Regions from separate parts of the Mus musculus genome. Here all the other regions are linked to region 1. The links are chromatin contacts, called in public Micro-C, capture Hi-C and promoter capture Hi-C maps. All regions are on one chromosome and are shown on one strand. The core of a region is the stretch at or near the end of the contact, and the rest is flanking DNA. Distances in the headings are between cores, read along the strand shown.

Region 1 (3,215 bases), core at 336-2,835:
AGACCAGGCTGGCCTCGAACTCAGAAATCCGCCTGCCTCTGCCTCCCGAGTGCTGGGATTAAAGGCATGCGCTACCACGCCCGGCAGTGCCACCACGCTGAATCTGAGATTTTATGACTCTCCAAACTCTAAATACAGTGACATCAACCATGTCTGATACCTACTGTCCACCACCCAAAATGATGACCTGGCTGAAGGTCACTTTGTGACTGCCAGCAAGGGGACAGGGGCAGCTATCAGACTGACAGAGTGCTTCTGTGCTGCCCACGTGAGTGATACACAACAGGTCAGTGCTGCGGTGTTCTTCCTTCCCTATGAGGGATCTGGAAGCAGACCTGGTTTCCAAGGCTACACCATCCCCAGGATGTGGGAAGACAGGCCGTGTGGAGGAAATAAAAAGCCTCGAGAGCCCTACAAAGCCTGGACATCTCCCAAGGGCTCCCCTAGCCTGTCAGCCACTGTGGGCACAACGATTAGGCTAGGCAGGTGTGTGGGAGGGACATGGGGGCACTGACTCCTGCGTAATGAAGGGATCTAGCAGTCAAAGTTTGTGTTCCTCCAGTGCCAACCACTTGAAGGAAAACAAACAAGGGCCACAGGCCTAAGGGAGGATATTGTCACACCTGCTGCTGAGCTGTAGGCGGGCCAGACATACCTATGGGCCCAGAGGTGATCGCTGAGAAGCAAGTATTCGCCACACTGTAGGGTCCACTTTCCAATGATCACAGAGTCTAGTGGGAAACTCACTAATCAACACTGTCACTCCTACTCCCGCTGTGGTCACACAGCCGCTAAGGGTTTCTCAGTGTTGGCTGAGTTTAAACTGACTTAAGTTTTATCCTCCATGCCTTCACTTATGTCAGCCATCTCAGCCTAGAACAATCACAGAAATTAAGTCTAAACACACACGCCTCTAAGGTCAAGGTCAGAGCGTGGAAACTGGTGGGAATTGCCACATACCTTACTCATGGGGAGCCCAGACACGGAATATAACAGACTATGAACCTTGGCTCCTTGGCCCGCTCATCTCTGCCTGCCTGCCTCCACCTTTCTCCCTGAAATGCTACCTGCTCTGGACAAAGTCGGTAGGGGCATCAAGTAAGTCCTCTACCCCTCTGCCGGTGTGCACCCTCGGCGGCGGTTTACCTGCCTTGCGCAGCAGGCCGATCTGAGAGCCGTTGAGGGCCATGTAGTCGCAGTCAGTGATGACCCGCACGCGCACCCCACGCTGATGCAGCAGCTGCACTGCACGCCCCAGCTGCGGGCTGGAGAAGGCGAAGAGGCAGAGCTCCAAGCTGGAGCGGGCGGCCAACAGCGCGCGCAGCAGGCGGCTCAGTGAACTCTCGCTGTGGGGGAGGCTACACGGGCAGCCCGAGGGCCCGGGAGGCAACCCTGGGGCCTGCAGTAAAGCCTCGGTGCAGGTCACCTGTGAGGGGAAGAAGAGCACCTCGCGCCTTGGCCGCCGCCCAGCCAGCAGCCAACGCATCAGCCACGGCAGTGCCTCTAGGGCCAGCGCGAGACCCGCACCAGCCGCGAACACCAACCGCCAACTCGAGCGCCCCATGGCCGCCACCTCTAAGGTCAGCCGTAGCACCAAGCGCTTGCGCGCCCAACACGTGCCAGCCCGCCCCCAACTCCGGGTGTGCCACGCCCCCTTGCGGGGCCCGCCCCCAGCCAGGAGCTAAACTAGCGGTTGCACAGCTTTCCCAAGCTAGCAAAGAGCCCTTGGGGAAGCGCGCTCATTGGTGGACCAGGCTGGCCTTGAACTCAGAGATCTGCCTGCTTCTGCAGAGTGCTGGGATTGAAGGCGAGTACCTTCATTTGACTTCTTTTCCTATGTGTTTCCCATGAATTTCCTTCCCTTACCTGACTGCTCTAGAGTTTCTGCATCGCATTGAAAAGAAATGGGGATAGTGGGATGCCGTCTCCTGATTTTAATGGGATTTGCTTTGGGATTTTCTTCAATTACCATGTTGTTTGTGGATTTGTACGGTCTACAGGAAGGAGTTATGAACGGTACTATAAATATAGCCAATGGATAGGCCAGAGGCCTGCGGGAGAAGAACTTATTTGCTGCCAGTTTCCTAGGCCAAAATCATTTCTGTTTTCTAAAAACTTATATCCACAGATAAGTGCAGCTCTCACCCCTCATCAAAGAACTTCCTTTTCAACAGATGAAGACAATCAGAGTTCCACAACTGATCAGAATGCTGAGAATTCGCAACTGTGGGGATAGATTCCCCGCTTACGAGGTTTGGCAGCAGGTACTTTTGCTCATCCCCAACTGATACACCTGCATTGTAACCCAGACACCTAAGGCTAAGTATAATGGAAGAAGTGATGGAAAGACTATATGAACCAGAGGCTCAGGACACCCAGTGTTAGATAGTGTGCCCTAGACAGGGGAAACACACTCATGAACTTAGGTCCACAGTGGTCCACACTCAGCACCATGTCTTTTGTCCCTAATGATGCAGCAAGTTTTGCTCACTGTGAGATGAATTCAGAGCTGCCTCGGGTTGCGTTCCTACAGCTGAAACAGCAGACAATCAGAAGCTTTGACTGAACATAGGACAGTGACTGAACATAGGAGAATGTCACATGCTGGAAGACAGGAAGACCTCTGACCCAAAACTTAGAAGATACAGACAGACATCACTTTCTTCATCCCTCCAGGACCACCCAGGCCAGCATGGCTTCCTATGCTGAGCTCGATGGGGCACACACACACACCCCTTCCTGTTTTAAGGAGACCCTCTCATACCCATGCTCCCGATACTTTCCTCATCTGCAGAGACTGACCTATTTCCTGACGTTGGGCACCATTAGACAAACCGGTCTTATTCTGTAGCATAGCCTGGTTTAGATGGTCTCAGACTTACAGCAATCTTCTAGCCTTAGCCCTCAAGAACTGGCATTATAAGACTAAGCTGAGTCATCGTGCTCAGCCCTGTTAACAGTGAAGCACATACATAATGCAAGCCATGCTAGATTCTATTGTCCAGTGTCTGAATCCATCTGAGCCTGCAGGTGCACCCTATGATGCCTCCCTCAGCCCCACTGGTACACACGACACACAGTACACACAGTTGCATCTCCTCGATGGAACCGGATTGATTGATAGTATATCTGTCTTAGTGTTTTATCGCTGTGAACAGACACGATGACCAAGGCAACTCTCATAAGGACAACATTTAATTGGGGTTGGCTTACAG
Region 2 (3,215 bases), core at 311-2,810, 220 kb before region 1:
AATTGTTTATGGTTATGAATAGAAGGATGCAGTCATGTCATTCTTATGACATTTTGGAAAATAAATACAAAATGTATTGATTTTGATCCACGAAGAACAGACGTTTATTATAAACGAGGTAAGACTCTGTGTCAAGTTCATTTTGTACACATCTGGAGTGACTGTAATGGAAGAAAGGGGTTTAAAAAGATACATGGGAAACGAGAGAGGAAATACAGGAAGAGGAAGAAAACAGGAAGAGCCAGGGAATTAGAAGTTAAACAGCGTAACGAGTACTTGTGAGCATCAAGTCATTTAAGCGCTTCTTGAAGATATATGGCTTCTTAGAACTGTGCTCTGAGAATGGAACTTAACGCTCAGATGCGGGACTTTGAGCCTCATCACCACACGGAAGGTGAAATGCTTTTGGATGTTTTTTGTTTTCTTTCAAATCTCTCAAAGAACCTACTGTTCCAAGAATTTCCTACAGCCCTAGGGGTTGAACTCAGTCCTTCCCACATGCCAAGGAAGTGCTGTACCACCCCTGAGCTACAACCCTACCCACCCCCCAGAGTCCTTGCTGCGGAGTTCTGCCAGAGGTGTAGGTCTTCCGGGATTACATTTTTCACCTTCCACACAGCCTTCCGGTCCTTGCCAGGAGTCTTCGGAGAGCTCCCTTCACGTCCTTATTCCTCAAGGTGTAGATGAAAGGGTTAAGGGTGGGGGTGATTATAGAATAGAAGAGGGAGATGAACTTGCCCTGCTCCTGTGAGTAACTGGATGGCGGCTGCAGGTACATGTAAATGGCGGGCAGGTAGAAGAGGGAGACCACCAACAGGTGGGAAGAGCAAGTCCCGAAGGCCTTGTGCCGTCCCCTGGAGGACTGGATCCTCATCACTGCCCGAGCAATGAAGCCGTAGGAGAGGAGGATGAGGGCCAGAGGGACCAGCACAAAGAAGGCCACCAGCACAGCCAGGGTGGCATCATTCGCCGTAGTATCAGCACAGGACAGCTTGATCATGGCTGGCACCTCGCAGAAGAAGTTGTTCAGCACCTGCCGGCCACAGAAAGGCAATTGCACTGTCAGGATGACCTGAACAAGGGAGTTGCCGAAGCCGCTGAGCCAGGCCATAGCCACGAGCTGCTGGCAGAGTGGGCGGTGCATGATGATAGCATAGCGGAGTGGCTCACAGATGGCCACGTAGCGGTCCAGAGCCATGGCCGCCAAGACAACGCACTCGGTGCAGCCCAGCCAGTGGAAAATGGCGTATTGCACCGTGCAGCCACCGTAACTGATGGTCTTCTGGGAGCTCCCCATGTTGAACAGCATCTGAGGGACAGTGGTGGTGGTGTAGCAGAGATCCAGGAAGGACAAGTGGCTGAGGAATATGTACATGGGGCTGTGGAGCTGAGGATCCAGCTGGGATACCAGGATGATAGAGATGTTCCCCAGCATAGCCAGAATGTAGAACACCAGGAGGACTGCAAAGACTGGGAGCTCCAGCCATGGCCTGTCGGAAATGCCCAGGAGGATAAAGTCCTTTGGGGTGTCCCAGAAGCAGCTGTGGTTGTCACCTCTCATGCTAAGGCATCTTCTGGGAGCTGCGATGATGAGTGAAGAGAGTTTGGGTGAGTGACTGGCACGGGATGAAATGAGTCATTTTCTCACGGTGTCTGCTTTCTCTCAGGCTTCCTCCTGCCTGACCCTCTTTAGCCCCCTGGATGGGGCGTCAAGACAGCAGTATGCGCATCTCACACCCCCTCCTACTCTGACCTTCACCAAGCCAGTCTTGCTAAACTTCAATTCCTGCATCTGTTACAGTGGGAGTGGGGATGAGGCTTGCCTCGGCTGCAGATCCTGGAGAAGATAGAGAGACTTCGGTGCCAGAGTTCCACACAGCCTCAGGCGTCATTCACGTTCAGTCATGACTCCCATGATTCCCACTGCCCCTGGAGTGTTTGACTTCTCCACAAACACGTTGATGGGAAAGTGTCCACTTTCTGAGGCTTTTTTATTTTGTCTTCTGGAGACAGAGACAGGATAGAGGAAAGAGGTAAAATAAAGCAGGAAGACGCGCTTTGCGAGCAGGGAGGGACTCTCTCGATAAGCTCACAGTCATGCAGCCTTCTCACCTCTGATGACGACACCTGGCCTGTCACTGTGAGGATGTCACTGTGACAATGTCACTGTGAGGATGTGCTCTGGCTCACAGGACTACAGAAGCTCTGGCCCTAGACTACTCACCATGGCTTCTCTGTCCCTCACTCAGACTGTAAAACAGCAGGGTTCCAGGCTCTCTGAATACCTGGAGTGGGGGGGGGGGGGGAATGGAAAACTTTACCTTCTGATTTGTTACTGATTCCCAGTGAGACCTGAGTGCAACAATGGTGAGCTTGGGAGAAAGTCCTTAGAATTGTTTGACAAAAGATCAGTTGGCTCTGGGATGCTATTTGTTTCATACTTAGAGTGACATTTAAATCTTTGCCAAGGAGATATTATCAGAGAGAGACAGAGAGAGAGAGAGAGAGAGAGAGAGAGAGAGAGAGAGAGACAGTGAGATAGAGAGACAGAGAGACAGAGACAAAGAGCACAGCCAGTTTGATTTCTGGGTGCCGCTGCTCTCAGGGAACCAATGAGCTGCCTGCCATCAGTGATTCATGGGATTGAGGTAGGAGACAAAATGAAATTAGGTCATTAGGAGTTGGCCCCAGTAAGCCTTTGACAGCCTGGAGACCTCAACCATTTGGAAAAGTTCCCCTCACGACTATCAAAGCTGCTCTGTGGATCAAAGCCCCTCTGTGTGCAGAGTCAAGGCTCTCTCTCTCTCTGGTGGCCTCTGATAACTATACTAGTCCATGATGGAGCTCCAGGGCTAAGGAGAAACTTGTCATTTATGCAGCAGAGGATGTCACCTTTTTACATGTTTCTGTTTCCACTGTCTGTACCTATTTAAAAATGTAGTTCTCAACACTTAGCCAGCATCCTCTCTTAGAGTCCCCATTCATTACTCTCTCTCTCTCTCTCTCTCTAATAAATAGTGTGGGTTGAAGTGTTCAACTCTTGAGTGCATGGCCTTCATCCTTCATTGTCTCCAAGATATGATCCCAGGGTGGAGGCAGTTTGCTGTCGCAGCTATGACAGCTTGCTGCCTGACCTACTGCACGGTCATTCTAGAGTTCTGATTTCCCAGTCTTCTCCAAGTATGCCTCTGAATACACAATGGAGATGCACTGCT
Region 3 (3,215 bases), core at 498-2,997, 180 kb after region 1:
TATTTTATTTTAAATAAAAAATAATAATAAAGACCTCACACAATAGAAATGTAGAGATTTTGTTCATGTCACATTGACACTGGAACTATTAAAGTGCAAGTTTTGTGTTTTGTTTTTCTTTTGGGTAATTGCACACACACATGTAAACAAGTCACTTGGCTATGATTGAACACCCCCCCCCCCCACCTCCAGCCAAAGTTTCCAGTTTGCTGAGGACAGAGGTGGCTGACAGCGGCCATGGCAACACCAATCACAGACAAGATAATGCCCTATTATTAGTCCTGCCCTGAAGCGAGCAGGACAGTTACTTTAAGTCTCACAGGCTGATGAACTTCACACGCTTTTTCTCAAACCTCTTGAGAAAAATGCCAAGCGCCCCTCTGCTGGGTCCTGGCATCCCAGAATCGGAGGTGACAGCTCCTGTCTTAGCTAGTTCTCTTTCCTTTCACAGCAGGTGACTGTCCCTTACTGGCTTGGTCTCCCCGGGCTGGGTCTCAGGGAGGGAAGGAGAAGGCCAATTGGCGCTCCTGTGGCACGGACCGCTAGTCCAGGAATCCGATTTGACTTTTGAACAAAAAAGGTCCTCAGGTTGTGTGGCTGACCCTGGGGGCTCCTAACTGATGACACAGCGCTCCTTGTCCTTAGCCTGGCTGCCGACACTGGTTTTTTCACGAATGTACATGAGGTCGCTGTGCACGCTGGGTCTGCGAGCAAAGGGCGCCAAGATGCCAAAGGCATCGCCGTGGTCGCCCCCGCCTCCGCTGCCCGCACGCAGAAGCTTCTTGTTCCTCAGAGCCTTCTTGTGCAGTACGTCGCAGTACTGCACAGATACCTTGCGGTGCAAGTCGGGGCTCATCTCGCTAGGCAGCTTGGCCATGGCAAAGAGCGCACGGAACATCTGGTCCAAGCTGCTGTTCTTCTTGGCTGAGATCTCGAAGTAGGCACAACGCTGAGGGTCGTCACCCACCAGCTGCTCAATCTCCCGCTGCTCTACTTCCCGGTAGAAGTCCCGGTCCCCTTTGTTACCGCAAATGACCAGCGGCACGTCCACATTCTCTTTGGTTTTGTTCTTGAGACAGGACTTGGTGTCTAGGATCTGCTGTTTGAGCCTTTGCACCTCTTCGAATGAGTCGCGGTTGTCTAAGCTGAACACCAGAATGAAAACGTCTCCTATAAGGGAACGAGTGGGAAAGGTGAGGACAGCTGCCAGGCACAGAGCTGCAGACACCCCAGGTGAAGGGGCAAGCCCCAAGCACAACACACCAGCCCCATCCACTCCCCTCAAGACTCCGGTCCCCCTATCCCCGTCGACTCCCCACTCACCTGTGAGGATAGAGAGGCGCCGCATGGCGGGAAACGGATGATTGCCGGATGTGTCCAGTATGTCCAACTGGTAGACTTCGCCGCGGATCGAGTAAAACTTTCGGTGGAAGTCCTCGATGGTAGGGGTGTAAGCATCCTCGAAACGGCCCGTGAGGAAGCGCGACACAATGGCCGTCTTGCCCACTTTGGATGAGCCGAGGATGACCATCCTGTAGCAGTTCTTGGCCGGGATACTCAGTTCAGAGTCGCTTGGGCACATCTTCTTGATCATCGCGGCCAGTTTCATTGGGTAGAGGGGCCCCAGGGGCGGATGCGTGGCCGAGAGAAGGTAGAGAGAGGGCTGCAGAGAACTCCGGAGTGACGGAAGAGCTTGGCTTCGGGACTGCGCGAGCTGGTCTGGGCTCTTGGGTACAGACAGCAGGCTCAGGCTTTCCGCGCCCCACACCGCCCTTATATTCAGTTGGCCGAAGCCCGGCCAGGCACCTCCCAGCTAAGGTGCGTCACGTCCCGCCCCCGGACGCGCCCAGCTCCTCCTAGACGCAGCGACCTCCGCCTTGGAGCCTGAGGCTCCTCTTCAGACCTACGTGCGCTGAAAGGAAAACTAAATCCAAACTACGGCCAGTGGGATCCGGCGCTTCCCACTTTTGGCCGCAGAGGTCCTGGCTGTGCCTTTGATTCACTTACCTCTGGGATCTCCATTCTCTTAACACTAGTGCACAGACACCCACTTTTCTTGGGCCTTAGTTTCCCCAAAAAATATTATCTGATGATAGCAACAGATTTGCTGGACATTTGCCCCAGGGCCAACCCCTTAGGTCCCCGGACTCTTGGTGCTCTCCTGGGCTTAGTGTCCGGTGTTTGTGGGTTTTCTATGTTATCGTCCGCGCTTTGCGCTTCAGCCACCAGAGGGAAGCAGGGAGCCCCACGGACCCGCTGGGATGCCTAAGGTTGTGGCCACTCTGGAGAGGGGCAGGAGGCTGGCTGGGGACCCTGACGGGGAGCGCTGTCATGGACTTCCTGTGCTCTACTTTCCCAACTAGAGAGAATCTGATCGATGGGGACCTCAGTAGAGGAGAGTCTGTACCTGACTTCATACTTCGAGACAAGCCCCTTTAAAAAAAAAAAATCAAAACAGGCCAGAGTACCTACAGCCTCCTATGGCTTTCGGGACTTTCCCCTCTCGTGGGCCAATTCATCGTCATTTTGCACTGAGGTGGCTGACTGGGGCCGATGATCTCAGAGGAGGCCTGGAAGCACAACCTTCACTGTAGTTCAGTTTCCCTTTCTGAAAGATGACACTGGTTCCTTGATTGTAAAGATTAAGTACAAACACGTTCCGAGACCAGGGCCTGGTCAGAACAATAAAAGTATAGTATCAGGGAGGCTGCCTAGGGGAGGAAGCCGGTGGCAGGTTGATCAGTAACCAGGACTGAGTGATGCTTGAGGAGAAACGGGACGCGTCTGCTGCTTGTAACTGACGACACAGGTGAGCTGTGTTTATTCTGCTCTGACCTCGTCTTATTTAGGAGAGGCCCAGAGACCGAGTGGCTGACAAATGCCCCTTGCCCATCCAGGCAGTCTTGGTGTCCCACAGGCAGGGCTAAAGTCATTCCCACCCATCCAGATGCTTGCACTATGATCCAGGATTTCAACAGAAACCCAGTCTCTAGATCAGCAGTGGGCATCCTGCCTGGAGCCCATGCAACGTAGGTGTATTGATTTGGTGGTCCCTGTGCTAAATGATAATGCTCTCCCTGGAGACAGAGAAGCAACACTCTGCATTTAACAGATGGGGGAACTGAAGCACAGGGAAGCACGCTGCTGGCCACCTGGCTCCCAGTCTTCCCTTCCTCCCCTCTGCCTGTGCCCCCACAACAGAGCCCACTACACAG
Region 4 (3,215 bases), core at 239-2,738, 150 kb before region 1:
TGAATCTGGCAGACAATTTCAATTTTTTTAAAAATTGAATTCATCGCCAACATTTGAATATCACTAGTTTCCTTGTAGAAATACATTTAAAAATTTTTTAAATTTATTGATTAATTGATTGAATCTTTGTAAAAACAGGTCTGCTTTCCAACAAGGTACCTTTGTCAGAAAGGGTTGAGGCTTGAAGGACACAGTCCTCTTACCAAGCCGCTCTATCTCTTGATGCTGTATACCCAGCTCTTAGGCGTCTGAGTAGTAATCTAGAACTTTCTTCTCATTGCATGACTCAGAAATGGTAAGAAGACTCTAAGTAAGTCTAACAAAACACTTAGGAACTGAACTGTATCCTGCCCCCACTACAGGTCTCAAATCTCTTCAGCAAGATGGATGAGAATTCCATACAGCTAGGACAGCTGGAATTTTGGGGAGGCAAAGATACATTCCCAGAATCCCCCAGAGTCCTGAGGACACCCACACCCTTTGTCCCAGCCACCGTAAGAAAGGCTACACTGATAAAGGCCCTGGGCAACCGGATGACAACATTCTTGGACTCAGATTGAGTGGGAAGGGCCACCTGCTCAGCACATAGCTCAGGGCTGCCAAGAGGGCAGTGGCTGTTGGGCTACTGGAAGCAGGGGTGCCAGCCCTGCTTGGCATTTCAACAATGCCACAAGTACCCAAGCCATAGTAGGGAAGCCACATAGACTCATTCTGCAAGGACTTAAGGGGAAAATGCCACTCTTGTAGGCGGGGATTCTGGGTCTGCCCACCCGCCCCGACTTAGCTCCTTCTGAACATTGTTATCGAGGAGGGAATACCTCCTCATAAACCCGAGGCACAGACAGGACTGGCTGACACGGTGCCAGGCAGGGCCTTTGGGAGCATGGTCAAGGGCTGGCATGACCCAGTTAGTAAATGATGTGAGCCAGCCGTTCTCCTCATCTGCAGCCCACAAAGGAGTCTGAAATGGCTTCTTCTCTAGGCCAACGTTGTATTATAGTTGCAGTGCTCCAAATGCTGTCAGCGTGGCATAACGAAGGCTTTGTCACAGGTAACAGCAGGGGAAAGTCCACAGGGGATAGGAGAAACAATAGGTCCCTTCCAGATAGCCTCACAGGTCAGGGAAATGTGGTGGCTCTGGGTCACAGAAAGCTTCACAGTCCAAGATTATTTTGTCAGGTTTACCAGGAGGGTGTAGCAGCAGTTGTAGAACATGTTCAAGTTCAGGTCTTGGGACCTTTGGTCAGTGTTTTGCGTCTCTGAGCTCCACCTTAGGTAGGTATGACTCTCAGTCCCCTTTTGAATCTGTTTGGAAGACTGAACAGAATACTGAATGTAAATCACTGGCCATCAGTGGCTAAACGGAGGTGACAAGCTAGCCCACACCATAGCTCCCAAACATGTTTAATCTCTGAGCTTTGGGGTATGCACCACGCTATCTATCTTTCAAGCAGGAAGTGACTCAGGCACCCATCCCAGTGGTTAGCATGGGAGGGAGGAAGTTCCTCTTTAGTGTTTGCGGCAGGTCATCTGTGGTTGGCTACAGTGGCTGGGGATACAGGTTAGGCTAAGTGGGGTGTGGCCAGACCCTTTTGCTCTCAGGAAACATCTCGTACTTTTGCTGAGCATTGGCCTTCTGGGAATATAGACAAGAAGGCATCACACAGAATGTAGCCTTGTAGACCAAGGCTTGGGAAATGTTTCTGTTTATATGGAACAGGAAGTTGGGAAAAAATACTATGGACTCTTTTTTTTTTTCTTTAATACTAGGGCCATCTCTCCCTTTTGTGGGACAGCAACTCATTATCTCCCTTTAATGTCTTGCTATGCACTGTCTCTTTCGATGTTTATTTCCACTTTTTATTAATTTTTATTTTTTTTTTTCAGACAAGATCTCATCTTCCTACCCAGGCTGATTTTACCCCGTGCATCTCTCCAACATCAGCATCCCGAGTGCTCAGTTACAGGGATAAGCCACATGCCTGGCTTCTTTCAACATGTATTTTAAAATGTATTTGCTAACATTAAAATATGAAATCTGGTCGGGTGGTGGTGGTGCATGCCTTTAATCCCAGCACTCAGGAGGAAACAGAGACAGGCAGATCTCTGAGTTGGAGGCCAGTCTGGTCCACATGATAAATTCCAAAGTAGCCAGAGCTACAGAGTAAAACCTTATCTTCTCAACAATGTGTATGTGTGTGTGTGTGTGTGTGTGTGTGTGTGTGTGTGTGAATGTGCGTGCTGTACCCATGTAACAGCCTATAAGTTGGCCACAGAAGAATGGTAAAATGGTATGTCCACAGGTACCAGGAGGGTGAGTCTTGAAACCACGAGGCTGGGTGAAGGCTGCAGACCACAGATCATATGCCATATGACTTTATGATGTGAAAATGTCCAAACAGGCAAGCCAAAGAGTCAGAGGCCAGATGAGCGTGGGGAGCAGAGAAAGGTCTGAGTGAATGTGTGTTGCTGAACACAGCCATGTCAAGGACCCCAGTGCCTCAGACCCATGGGAACTGGCAAAGCCTTCATCTGATCCGAGTGTGAATATAGACAGTGTATTCAGAAACGATCAACCAACTTCCTCCTCTGGGATGACTGCAGCCCAAGACTGATCCCCTACAAAGACTTCTCAGAAAGATTAACTAAACATGTCTCCTGTTTATGTGTATACTGTGAGCCTGCTTCCTTATCCAGCTGTATATGATAAACCCTCTACCTTGGCTCAGAGTATAAATAAAGGTGCTGGGATTCCCCACTGTTGGTGGCACCGCTGGTGCCCTCCACTAGGGTGAGCACAGCCCACCTGATCCCAGCTTTTCCGTGTGTATCCTTTCTTCATCCCTTCAACGCCCCACTTAGGTCAACCCTTACAGCTGTACAGAATGTGGCACATCAGCGGCTGGAGTTGCAGCCCAGTGGAGACATAGATGGCACTGGCGTGAAGAGAACATGTAGGAATGGGAGACGTGGCTCAGCAGTTAAGAGCACTTGCTGCTATTGCTGAGGACTCGAGCTCAATTCCCAGCACCTATGTCACATGGCTTCCAACAGCCTAGCTTCTGCCTTCAAGGGACCCGACACTGTCTTCTGGCCTCTACAGGCACTGCACTCATATGCACATCCCCACACATAGACACATAACTAAAAATAAATTAACAAAAAATATGTAAAATGAGGCTGTGGTGGCAGTTGCACGCCGAATGGGACAGAAA

Evidence for each region. Promoter capture Hi-C pulls out the DNA fragments that hold promoters and counts their contacts. A called contact is a pair of places that touch in the nucleus more often than the background predicts. Capture Hi-C pulls out chosen DNA fragments and counts their contacts.
Region 2: a capture Hi-C map of embryonic stem cells shows a contact between it and region 1, with 2.6 times the contacts expected there. The contact joins the promoter of Olfr222 here to the promoter of Pld6 in region 1. A contact is called at or near these places in 15 of 39 promoter capture datasets (the C10 cell line, the HPC-7 cell line, cranial neural crest and 10 more), 1 of 484 Hi-C or Micro-C datasets (bone marrow-derived macrophages) and 2 of 9 other capture datasets (adipose tissue and embryonic stem cells).
Region 3: a Micro-C map of embryonic stem cells shows a contact between it and region 1, with 1.8 times the contacts expected there. The contact joins the promoter of Rasd1 here to the promoter of Pld6 in region 1. A contact is called at or near these places in 1 of 484 Hi-C or Micro-C datasets (embryonic stem cells) and 1 of 9 other capture datasets (pancreatic islet).
Region 4: a promoter capture Hi-C map of trophoblast stem cells shows a contact between it and region 1, with 3 times the contacts expected there. The contact joins the enhancer-like site here to the promoter of Pld6 in region 1. A contact is called at or near these places in 22 of 39 promoter capture datasets (the 3T3-L1 cell line, 3T3-L1-derived adipocytes, the C10 cell line and 14 more), 5 of 15 datasets of contacts at CTCF or cohesin (the NIH/3T3 cell line, embryonic stem cells, hippocampal excitatory neurons and 2 more), 48 of 484 Hi-C or Micro-C datasets (the AtT-20 cell line, B cells, the Ba/F3 cell line and 29 more), 12 of 115 datasets of contacts at active chromatin or transcription factors (cardiomyocytes, embryonic basal ganglia, embryonic stem cells and 6 more) and 5 of 9 other capture datasets (adipose tissue, embryonic stem cells, embryonic trunk and 2 more).

Annotation. Positions count from the first base shown.
Region 1 is chr11:59,786,072-59,789,286 of GRCm38.p6, forward strand. Pld6 (phospholipase D family, member 6) reads right to left here and starts at 1,586. Exons shown (of 2, transcript NM_001290283.1): 1 at 1,147-1,586. The coding sequence starts at 1,564.
Region 2 is chr11:59,570,178-59,573,392 of GRCm38.p6, forward strand. It overlaps Olfr222 (olfactory receptor 222), which reads right to left and starts at 1,561. Exons shown (of 1, transcript NM_001011789.1): 1 at 605-1,561. The coding sequence starts at 1,561. The coding sequence ends at 605.
Region 3 is chr11:59,963,197-59,966,411 of GRCm38.p6, forward strand. It overlaps Rasd1 (RAS, dexamethasone-induced 1), which reads right to left and starts at 1,748. Exons shown (of 2, transcript NM_009026.5): 1 at 1,324-1,748; 2 at 1-1,170. The coding sequence starts at 1,609. The coding sequence ends at 614. Med9 (mediator complex subunit 9) reads left to right here. Exons shown (of 2, transcript NM_138675.3): 2 at 1-110.
Region 4 is chr11:59,635,698-59,638,912 of GRCm38.p6, forward strand. It overlaps Gm33998 (a long non-coding RNA gene), which reads right to left. Exons shown (of 3, transcript XR_388694.3): 3 at 1-1,317. Among named protein-coding and RNA genes, the nearest start is that of Gm33998, 6.1 kb to the right of the region's middle. Within about 2 kb of position 1,489, at least 115 of the 459 cell types and tissues checked have an H3K27ac peak or open chromatin away from gene starts, as enhancers often do. A contact at or near this core is called in 3T3-L1-derived adipocytes, B cells, the C2C12 cell line and 15 more, where this site is marked.